2 separate regions of the Gasterosteus aculeatus genome follow, and region 1 is linked to region 2. A link is a contact called in public Hi-C data. All regions are on one chromosome and are shown on one strand. The core of a region is the stretch at or near the end of the contact, and the rest is flanking DNA. Distances in the headings are between cores, read along the strand shown. Region 1 holds the start of efcab7 (EF-hand calcium binding domain 7). Region 2 holds the start of atg4c (autophagy related 4C, cysteine peptidase).

Region 1 (5,440 bases), core at 19-2,518, 150 kb before region 2:
ATAAACAAACTGTTTAAGGGTTACTCACCGTGGTAAGGGCCTTCTGCAGTTCACTGTGTGAGATGTAGCCGTCACTGTTCAAATCCATCTTTTTGAAGGCTCTCATTAGCTCAGTTTCATCAGTTTTCTTCTCATTTTTGAGAATCTCACAGAAGTCATCGAAGTTCAGCTTGGATGTTCTTGGGGTCCAGTATTTATTTAGAGTTGCGTGGGCTGGATTTCTACCAGCCTGCTGTAGAGCTTAAAAGGATAAATGGGAAAGAACATTGAAACCACCATCAGCAACAGCTGATGACAACCAATGATATTAGCATAAGGACATCTTTTTGCTGTGCTTTTTAAATTACATTTACATTATTTAAACTGTCCCACAGTGAGCTACTTTTCTTATCTCATCTCAACTAAAGAGTTTAGAAAATGTCCCTCTTCCTAAAACATTTTGAACATGTAGGTCGATGTCTGTCTCTCGGAGCTTGAAATTAGATCAATATGAGGCGTCATCAGCTAATACCTTTTGTAGAGGGGTCCCTAATTAGTGCTCAGCTGTGGATTCATTACAGTTTCTGGGAAAATCACATCAATTATTTTTAAATACTGTAAAACGGCAAAACCTTCAATCTTTAAAAATGGCCATCTCCATGTAACATCCTCATAACTCCTAGAGTGTGTAAATCTGTTTCCAGATGACATAATTATGTCACTGTCATATTAACATGCCAATCATATAACTGACGTTAGGTTGTAGTTATAGCATTAAAATGAATTGGCACATACATGCGTTTTACTGGGTTAACAGTTCTATAACAAGCAAGCGGTTTTTATTAATCAGATAAAATGAGCTTACCACGACATAGCTGCTGTTTCGAAGTAATATTTGCCAAACTAGATTTGAACAGAGACAGGTATGCGGCTCTACAGTGCACATAGAACGCCTCCTCTTCATCAGAAGGACGAGGTGACTCTTGAAAAGACATTTTAGGAGTGAGCGATGGACGTGGTTATAGCTAACCGTTAATGATCCTAATAGCTAACGTTAGCTAATTTAGCACTGTTCAGTTTATAAACGCGGACGGCAGGCAAATATGGCAGCTAACTGCTATTATCTTCACTTTTTAATTACACGGTAGCAATCGCCAAATAGCATTCAAGATGCATCATATTGAACCAGCTTCGCGTTAGCATGGACACTCTCCAAACACCGTTGCTAACTTGCCTTCTGTTGCTAGGTAAACAAAAACTCACTAGTGTTCACCAAAAACCCCACGGAAGAAACAACGTCAATTCTTTCCGTTCCTGCAAAAAAGAAAAGTAAATGCCAAATTAAGTAATTTGAAGTCTTAACATAAATAAACCGTCTTTAAATTAAATTCACGGGTTTATTCTTTAGTCAAACAGTTTGTTTCGTGTTCCAGTTGTCTTTCCATTACTGCGACATGTGGAACTATAAACAGGAGCATTTATGTTTTACTCCTACGGTTTGGATGTAGCAAAGGCGACAGATTTATACATTTGTGACGATCAATCTTCGCTAAAACCATCTTAAATTTGTTTTATCATCTATTATGTGGTCACATCTATCACCAGGTAAATGATAACTTTCTGCGTATCGTCAATAGAGTCTTCCCTGTCACAGATTTACATCACAGTATGTAATAATTAACACGGAGTATTCGCTTTGACTTTGGTCTGAGTTGGTCTAACCATCAATGTGGCTCTTATATTAACCGATATGGAAAACAGAGTTTTGTTGCAAATTATTGTTTGTTGTGGCCTCATACCTTTTTTTAATGTCTTGGCCTGCAATGGTCCCATAAAACAATTATATAAATAAAAATTAAATAAACAATTACTTTATTTTTGTGTCATTGAATTGGAAAATGCAGTGACCGTCATGTATTATAATTATAATATGAGACAGAGAAAAATACCCCAAATTATATTTTGTTGCATAATGTTGATTCCTGCTTCTGTACGTTCAAACACAATATTCCTTTACTTACGTATTGCAATTGTTTGATACATTAGGCTTTTATGAGCTCATGTTAATGTTGCCGTAACACTGCTCAAGTCCAGTTTCGATTTCAAAAACCAAGAAATTAGATTGGACTGAAATACTGCAATTACTTGACACCCCACACAATTTTTTAAAAGAATGAGACTTATAGACACAATGACTTAACTTAACGTCTTTACTGACTATACACCGAATTTAACAGCTAAAATAATGATATGTAGCTGTGAGGCAGAGAGTTACTGTAAAATGTGTTGGTTCTCAATCATCTTTTTCCAATGCAATGATTATTTTGAAGAAACATGAACTTATCATAATAGATTTGATGGTCCCGTATTTTCCCCATCAAGCGCTTTTGCTGTTAAAATTATTGTATTGTATTCAATCCACAAGCTCCATTCTCTGTCCGCATTTGGACATAACCTGTATATTCTGCAACTGCACCGTGGATTACAGAACTGGGGTTGTTGCTCATCCTGAAAGGGACATTCTTTAGGGCAATTTGTACAAGGACTTTTGATTTAAGCCACAAATAGAGAAATTACTGTCCCCATAAAAGTCCACCAAGCAAAGGCAACTTAAATAAACTTAAGTAAATATACAAATATACTTTAGATCGTGTTATTATATTATTATTATTATATCAATGAGTTATATTGTAGGCAGCAAACAATTGTTTTTACTGCTAATTGTCGATTTACTGATAGTTAGATAGATAGATAGTATAATAAGTCGAGCATCAAGTTGAAGGGTTACAGAGAACTCCTTTTGACGAGATGCTATGTTTCAATTGCCACACTTTCCTGATGCTCATGGTGACATATCAGAATTTAATGACAGGAGACACCGAATGAAGGAGATCTATCACTGGCAAAATGATCACACAGCACTAAAAATAGTTGTATAAGAGTCACTTAACACAAGAACCATTTCCTTAGTCAAGGCAGACAGTTGGTGTCTGGCGCATTGATCAAGTCCAGCATTAGTTTTTAATGTTATAGTGCTTTCACTAATACGTTACATGAGCTCAATTGACAGTACATTCATAATCCTCACTTGGTCATGTCAAATTAGGGTCATTTGGGGACGAGCAGTGTTTTAATTTAGCTAAGTAAGTTGTATTTGTATTGGGAATGAATAGTGGAACCTGCACACCAATGGAATGCGAGTATAAAATAAAACAGAGATATATAATGAAATGCATTATTAAGAATGATCCTTTTTGAGTTGCTTAAGATGAGCAATGCTTTAGTCATAAACAATTTTTCAGGATAGACGGAATGTGTTTTTTTTATTGTTTTATTTGCATCTTGTGATTTTCAAACCCCCTTTAACACTCATTCAGGCTCCCGCCAATGTTGGTGGTTGTGTGTAGTCTTTCTAGAGGTATATTTTAGATTTTCAATCATACAGCCAATTATATATTTAAAAGATTCCACTGTCATAATTACAATACCAACCATTCCCAGTCATCGTCCCAATGGGCCGACACTCCCTTCACGTTGACCAGACTGCACTCCCTCAGAACCAAACTGGAGCAGTCAGTGGATGCATCCATCAAGGCCAGTGAGGAGCTGGGAATATTTCAGTGCAAGACTTCTTCTTTGGTCTTAAATCTTTGCAATAGGCGGAAATGTCTCCGTCTCCATCATATCTTCAGATTGAGAGATGGTGGTGTTTTATCACATACTGAAGTCTGACATGACTTTTCCTTTCTCAATACAGCTGTGGGTTTTTTCCTGTTCATCCATTTCCAGCTGTCCCTTTCCTTATCCGGACCCTGGACTTAGAACAGATAGATAATTGGGACTTTTTCAAGTTTGCCCACGTGCTTCTATTTCATTAAGAGGCTTTTTTAGCCTTGACGGCACTCGTTCAGCGGACTCGGAAACACACCGACCAATCACATGCGCTTTAAACCATATCACGTGCTGCTACTCAGCAAATCAAATACCGAATCAAAACTAGGATGTCTCATACGTTTGTTGGATATCATTGAAATGTGATCCACCACTACGACGCAAAGCACAGACAATTCGAGCAAACGTACCAACTCACTCAAATCTGAAACTGAGACACAGAAAATAATCCCAACTCATGAAATCACTCCCAGAAAATAGTGTTATTAGAGAGGATCAGCTAAAAAGTGGTTTTAATTATCATTAGAAGATGAGAGTAATATACAATAATATATGGGTGACATCACTGCACTTGAATTAATTCCATTTAAAGTCGCAAGAGAGTTCAGTTAAATTCATGTTTCTTAAATAAAGTACTTTATGTTAAGATAAACATTTTTTGAATTCTTTGTTCCAGTCCTCATTGTAAATGAAATCAGAGAACAACATGTATTTATAATTAAAATACAACAGTCAGTTGTCGACTTCAAAGAGATGTTAATACAAATTCAATTTTTATGTTCCAAAATCATTATTGGTTAATCGAGACCTTTGCGTGAGGACACTGGACCTCGTTGCATAGGAATTGAATACCCCTGTTTGAGGGGTTGTGTGGTTTTCCTTCCATTTGATTGCTCCTGTATGTTTAATTAGTCAGCAGATGGCAGCAGTGAACAAGGACGTTTCCTCACTGGACGTCTGCTGAGCTAAAGAGAAATAGAGATTATGTGGAGTATGACAGAAAAACGGATCCAGAATGAGCTGCATTTGTCCCTTACTCAACTGGATGTAGAGATACATAACAACGAATTGTGATTTTTGTTCTGTTGGCATTCATTTAAGACCAAATTGTGCACTAGGCTCTCTATTTGTTCCGACTTTTAAAATACTGTTGGCGTTTGTGTGTTTTCAGCACCCAGATCTTTGAAGGAGGATTAAGCATCGCAGTCAAGGTCATGTATCTGGTAATAAACCCAACACAGTGTTAGAGTAAACAATCTTTTATTGTTTAATATTGATATGCTATTAGGTTTCTACATCATAGAGGTACCCGCGCCCACTTCACATTACCTCACTGTTCAACGGCCCCGTGCTAAGCAGAGCGGAGAGTTGATCAATATCACAGGAGTGACTGAAAAATAACGCTGACACACGTGTTTGGTCAAATTGATTCCAAATTTATACACTTATCTGTAAATGTCAAATTATTTTTTAACTCCTGGACAACTTGCAAGGTTCAAAAGTTTGGGAGCGTCATAGTGGAAGTAATGAGGAGTATAAACGGCTTTTATCCCGACGTTTGCTTGTATCAGGAATGTTTTTATTCACGTTATCTTACTTTAATTGATTGATTGACTTTAAAGAGCTGTACGACAACATCTTTGTTTGGTTGATTTCAAGATGGGCAGGAAAACAAATGTAGTCACAAGGCAGTTTCATTCCCAAGGACTTCCCCATCTGCTAAAACCTTCACTATTTGATTTTCTTTTTTCTTCCCTATTTCACATAAACAGCATCAATGAATACTTGT
Region 2 (5,779 bases), core at 2,090-4,589:
TCATGTTATGCAAGTAGATAAAGAGGTTGAGCCAGAAATCACCAACACAACAACACATTATTAATGATAAATAAGTAATACATAATTATCCCCATCTAAAAAGGGTGCCACTGAAAAACACCTTTTACAAGGACATAGTTGTAGAGATGAGATGTGAAATGAAGGTTTTATTTGTAGTGTACGAACACGTTTACAGGTTTGTAATAGAACAACAACTATTTGACAAAGTATCTTTGAGGGTCCGTGGACCTGATCAAAGTTTAATTTACAGCGAGCAAAACATCTTTTAGAACTTTAAATTGAAGGTTTTTCTCTTAAAGAGACAGACAGTCCCTTCAGTAACCAACTAGGTGTCATTCTGTTCAATTATAAAGTTTGAGTGTCCCAGTATTTCACTTTAACGATGCCTTAGCCTTACAAACAGAGTGGGAGCCGAAGGCGGAGAGAAAGGGAGTGGCTCAGGCTATAAAATGGGCCAGACTAGAGTCTAAGGCATTAACAAAATGACCTTGATCCAAAGTGAATCAAAGTGAAATTGTTCAATAAATATCCCTAAGTGGCCATTAGTCATTTTATAGAGAAATATGTCATTAGTGACATATTTTAGATTGGACAGAAGAACAAGTTTTAAATATTGTTTTCCAAATGACTACATTAAACTCTCATTATGAGGACCTGTAAAGTCTAGGACACTTCAGAGACAATAGATCCAACAGATATGAGGAATTCACTCATCTTAAATGCTTTTTCATCAACCAAATTAAACTTTCCTTTTTAGACTGAGAATGAGGAAACTGTCTAAACCGGCTAGAAGTTCCCTTTACTGCTTTGATTTAAAATAAAGAAAATGAACATGGGATCCAATTGCAGTACATTTCAAAATGACCTAGAGCGATCCGATATCTGATTTACTATTGCTATTTCTTTAGAACTAGGACACCCCATCAGCCACTGGAGCTACCATGCTGGATACATTGTCCTTATTAGATCTCTGTAAAATTACAAACAGGTGTTTGCGGATTAATCACGGTCCATCTCCGTATTAATTTAAAGTAAAAAAAAGCCTGGGAACTGCAGTGTGTAAGCATCTCAAAATATCTACATGTGTAGCTTCTTCTCTTGGGCCAAGGGCACTTCAGCAGGGGCTGTTAAGAATGAAGGAAGGTACATTTTTCTTTTTCACAACCAAATAATTCCAGCTAGTCCGAGAATTCAAATCAGCCTTTTGAGAGAGAGCTTTCTGACTTGTGAATCAAAAAAAGCTTAGTGTGGGACTCCTCGCAATGGTTTAATATTCCCGGAAGTGAAAAGCCATTTAATTCATGCAATTTTACCTGCTCAAATGATCAAATGAATGATCGAATGTGATCAGACCTTTCAAAATAAAATTTAAATGATTAAAGTAAAGTCAGAAAGAAATGAATCCACTTTTCTAAGAAGGAAATATATGTCGCATTTCTTCCTTTCCTATGATCATGTAGGGTTGGACCTCTTCTCAGGTGGGGTCGCTGACATTCTACTCACCTCGGCCCAAGAAGTGCAGGGTGAGTGCCTGAGCCAGCATCATCTGCCCAGCTCTCAGCATGCAGCCCCAGCCGCAGTCGGAGGTCAGGGGGGAGCTGGGCAGAGGCGGCAGCTCCTCCCTGTAGGTCAGCCACACTCGGGACGCAAAATCCTTGCGGAAAGCTTCGGCGTTCCCCGTGACGGAGTCCTCGTCGGAGGCATCGTAACAGGCTTCAGTGACACTTTCGTCATCTGGGGAAAAAACGGATGACGTTTGATCCACTCAGATATGTGCACAGTGGACAATTGGGATTTCTGTGTGATTTAATGGCCTGAATGGCCATGTGAACATCATTACAGGTAGTGTGTATTTAAATTGTAGTCCTGTGCATGTTTGCTATACCTTCTGCCTTAAAATGGTAACATTTTCCGAGAAGAAACACCGGGGAATTTCTACTGAATGAGGTCTTTGACTTTAGAGCCCAACCTAAGAAACACAATAAAGAAGACAATATGTTAGTTAAGTTGATGGTTAAAAACAAAAGACAAACTCTTCCTATTGTGAAGACCCTGCCTCTTTTGGCTGCTGAGCTATGATGTGCAGATGACAGTAAATGTGGTTGGGTCATAGAAAAGGGGAATTGGAAACCAGTGGTCCCAGTTGTATAAGAAAGGACCTGGTTGTCTTTCCTTTGACCAAACTAGACTTCACTCACTCATTCATGCAAGATCTGAGGATTACTGCCTACTTACTCTTATTATTGTACTTACTACCCTTTTTTCCTCTTTTCTCCCTGTTAAGCTGTATAGAAAGGGAGACAATAACCACATTTTTTAAAATCAAAATAAACTAGCCTTGGTGGACCTGTTGGCATAGAGCTATTTTAAAGGCTGACTCAACAGCAGTAGGTTGTTGTCTCATTGAATTCTGATGCATGTTTGTATCTGTGCCGGCTCTTGTGTCTGCAGTTGATCTCTCTGTATTTACTTTGACTTGTAAAAATGTCCCTGTCTTTGTTCAGCACGGTTCCCCTTGATTTTTTAGCTGCATGTCTATTTAAATCCTCCTAGAAATTGTTCCTGGAACCGTGAACAAGTATAATGTAAGCATTGAAAAGTAAGATCCCTTGTATTTGGGCATAGAATATAATTGGTAGGCCTATATAAAGCGGATTCTGATCTACGAAGTACAATAACTCCAATCGAGAAATTAAGATCGAAGCTCAATGGACAGGTTCAAACTACACACCACTAATGCATGACACTAGTATACTTCACATAAAGTGGAGAAAGGACTAAGCTCGGGTGGCATGGATGTGTGCGCGTCTAATGTGTGCGTGTTAGCCTGAAGCAAACGACTTACTGTATTTTACATTGTGCCACACAGACAAGAACTTTGTCTTCAATGTTTCCACCTCGTCGCTCCCTTTATTCTCCATTTAGACCAGCAAGGGATGTAACCCATTCCCTCACCGCGTACAACCCCTGGTGCACAACACACAGACGAGTGCAAAGAAGAGAGTATGAATAGGTGACCCGGATCAGTCCATAAAGGAGAATTACGTGAAATCACAGCTTGCAGTGAACAAGTATTTACCTCGGAACTTCGCCTTCGATCGAGATTTTTTTCCTCATTTCCTTCCACCTGGTTACGTTGTACAAACTTTATTACGTTGTATATTGTTGTAATACCGATGAGTTAACGCAGTGCATCGCCGTGGACTTGCAGTGTAACTTAATAATACTGCGCCGCGGTCTCCGATGTTTACATATTGAGGAAGTAGCAGAGAAACACTCGTGATCTCGCGGTGTTTCCGCCTGGACCAAGAATACGCTCGATGTGTTAATCTGGGTCATCCGAGCGGGCGGAGTTTAAATAACCACTCGCTTGTTATTCCTTGTGACAGTACATAGTTTATTGTCTAAGGGGCCCAGTTTATGATAAATGCCGGGAAACGGATAAAAATCCAGAATCCTCTATTTGATCCAAAAGTAATCAACCATCGTGCAATCAATATGAATGTTCAAGTTAAACGCCAGGATAAACACAAATAAGAAAATATAGCATGGAACATGGAAATCCCGTATTACTTGATGTTTTATTATTTATAATTTAGTTGTAGTTAATTTGTAACTTTTTAAAACGGAATCAAAATATATCAGTGTGACTTTTATTCAAGATTCAAAGAATCTGTGTGTGTGTGTGTGTGTGTGTGTGTGTGTGTGTGTGTGTGTGTGTGTGTGTGTGTGTGTGTGTCTGTGTGTGTGTGTGTGTGTGTGTGTGTGTGTGTGTGTGTGTGTGACTTTTATGTGGAGTCATCTGTGTTCGTTTGTGTTTGTACTGTATATTTCATTATTTTTCATCCAGTAGTTTGTCTTGACATACTGCCGTTAAATAGTTACTAAATGACTTGTTGTGAATATTTGTTTGAAACTCACAAAAACATTACTGAAGGTATACTTAGAGTGTAATATGATACTTTTGCGAATGGAAAAAGACAAATATTTAAGTATAAATATTTGTCTTTTTTTGTTTGTTTTTTTATCTTGTAAAAGTATATACTAGTATATCTATCCATCTATTTTATCTATTTGTCTAATCTCTCAGGGTTGAAGTGAAAATTACAACATTTAAGTATGTCAATGGTACCATAATTTAAATGGTAACTGATCATAATCCACAATGAAAAAAAACCCCAAACCTAGTAGTTAAACCCTAACCTAAACAGAATGCCATTTGTAAGGGTGGCTTTTATGTGAAATTCACATATCCTAGTAGTTTTATTCCACACATTACGGTGCGCAATGGCTTTTCTTTGGGTGTGTTCTGTTGCAAACCATTACTGCCATTACGGTAATCATCCATTCTCCCGTTTTCCAGTTTTTCCTGTGGCCGAGGAGATTGGAAAGCGGAGTCTGCCTCCTGTAAAGGCTGCCTGGGAATTTCAAAGCTCATCGGCGGCCACAGCCATGGCTGAACGCCGCGCCTTCGCCCAAAAAATCAGCAGGTAAAAGACTCGAGACGCCCCCACCGACCCCCTCCCCGTAACGAGGTCGTCAAAGGCGCAGCGAGAACCATGTCGCCTTCACTGCTGGTCGCCCCGAGACCACCGGCGGGGGAAACCCTGTGAAGGAGGCCCGGCCAGCAGCGCAGCCCGGCCGCTGCGAGCTAACGTTAGCTGCGCTACTTAGCCACATCTATGAGATGCTCAGACCCACCCAAACAGACGTCACCGCTAGCTGCTAGTCTCTGTCCCCATGGATAGCTAACAAAGAAGGGAGATGGTTCATCCTTGAAATACGCTCGTCTCGTCAAAACGGCACTCGGGTTTTCGCAAATTATTTGCAATGCGAGGGACATGCTGTAAATTGTAAAAACGTTTATTTTAGACAGCTAGCGTTAGCCATCTTGCCCACAGTAACGTTCGCTAACGGCCAGGAGCTAGGAGGCACTGACGGGAGAGATGAGCCTGAACTTTAAGTTATGTTTTAGGCGAGAACCCGTCCTTGTAATGCAGTAAGACTGGAAACAAGAGCTTCCATCAACAGCTAGCAAATAACGATGTAATAATCTCCTCACCCGCCTCTCTGACTGATCAAAGTACGTTAATCTCTTTAACAAAGGTCTTTGTGCTAGCTGTCAAATGCCATCTCCCCAAGTGACGGCTGTATACATAGATACATATTCTGTTCTCTCAGTGTCAACACAGACATATTTAGCTAATCATTGAACTCACACTCACAAGTGAATCTCGTAAATATTGATAAACAAAATAATATGTGTCGGCTTCGTGATTCGGTTTTATCTCTGACCTCTGAACTCGAGAGGTTATGATTCCGCTATAACGTATTTGGAGAGAAGGAATAATTGCTCCCGCTTAACTTTTCGTTATGAAAAATCTAGATTATTAAAGAAGGCTTACACATGATCTTCTATTTCTTCCTCTTAGATATGTTAACTTTTTCAGTAAAAAAAACTCCACAAACATCACAGGTTGGATTCATAAGTCTGTCTGCTGTGATCACGTGGTGTCCACTCCGTTGTTGGTGCTGCTTGTGAGTTCACTCCCCATTAATCAAAACCCCAGCCAGTGATCGAACCTTCCCATCGATTGATGTGGATTGAGAATGAGCCGTCGCATGGCAGGTTGTTCGCACAAGAGGAGGCTGAGATGCCCGACAGGATGGTAAGCTGGCAGAATTACAGATGAACATACACAGTGATGCTGTGTACATCCTAATGGGGATACAGGAAATAAACAAAAAAACACAAGCA

Evidence for each region. Hi-C and Micro-C count contacts between places; a contact is called where the count stands out from the background.
Region 1: a Hi-C map of skeletal muscle shows a contact between it and region 2, with 3 times the contacts expected there. The contact joins the promoter of efcab7 here to the promoter of atg4c in region 2. A contact is called at or near these places in 3 of 6 Hi-C or Micro-C datasets (skeletal muscle and whole body).

The regions. Positions count from the first base shown.
Region 1 is chr8:10,619,670-10,625,109 of fGasAcu3.hap1.1, reverse strand. efcab7 (EF-hand calcium binding domain 7) reads right to left here and starts at 1,268. Exons shown (of 13, transcript XM_040184205.2): 1 at 845-1,268; 2 at 29-240. The coding sequence starts at 974.
Region 2 is chr8:10,473,593-10,479,371 of fGasAcu3.hap1.1, reverse strand. It overlaps atg4c (autophagy related 4C, cysteine peptidase), which reads right to left and starts at 3,339. Exons shown (of 11, transcript XM_040184880.2): 1 at 3,101-3,339; 2 at 2,867-2,988; 3 at 1,907-1,990; 4 at 1,525-1,755. The coding sequence starts at 2,942. It overlaps dock7 (dedicator of cytokinesis 7), which reads left to right and starts at 4,351. Exons shown (of 52, transcript XR_013468592.1): 1 at 4,351-4,511.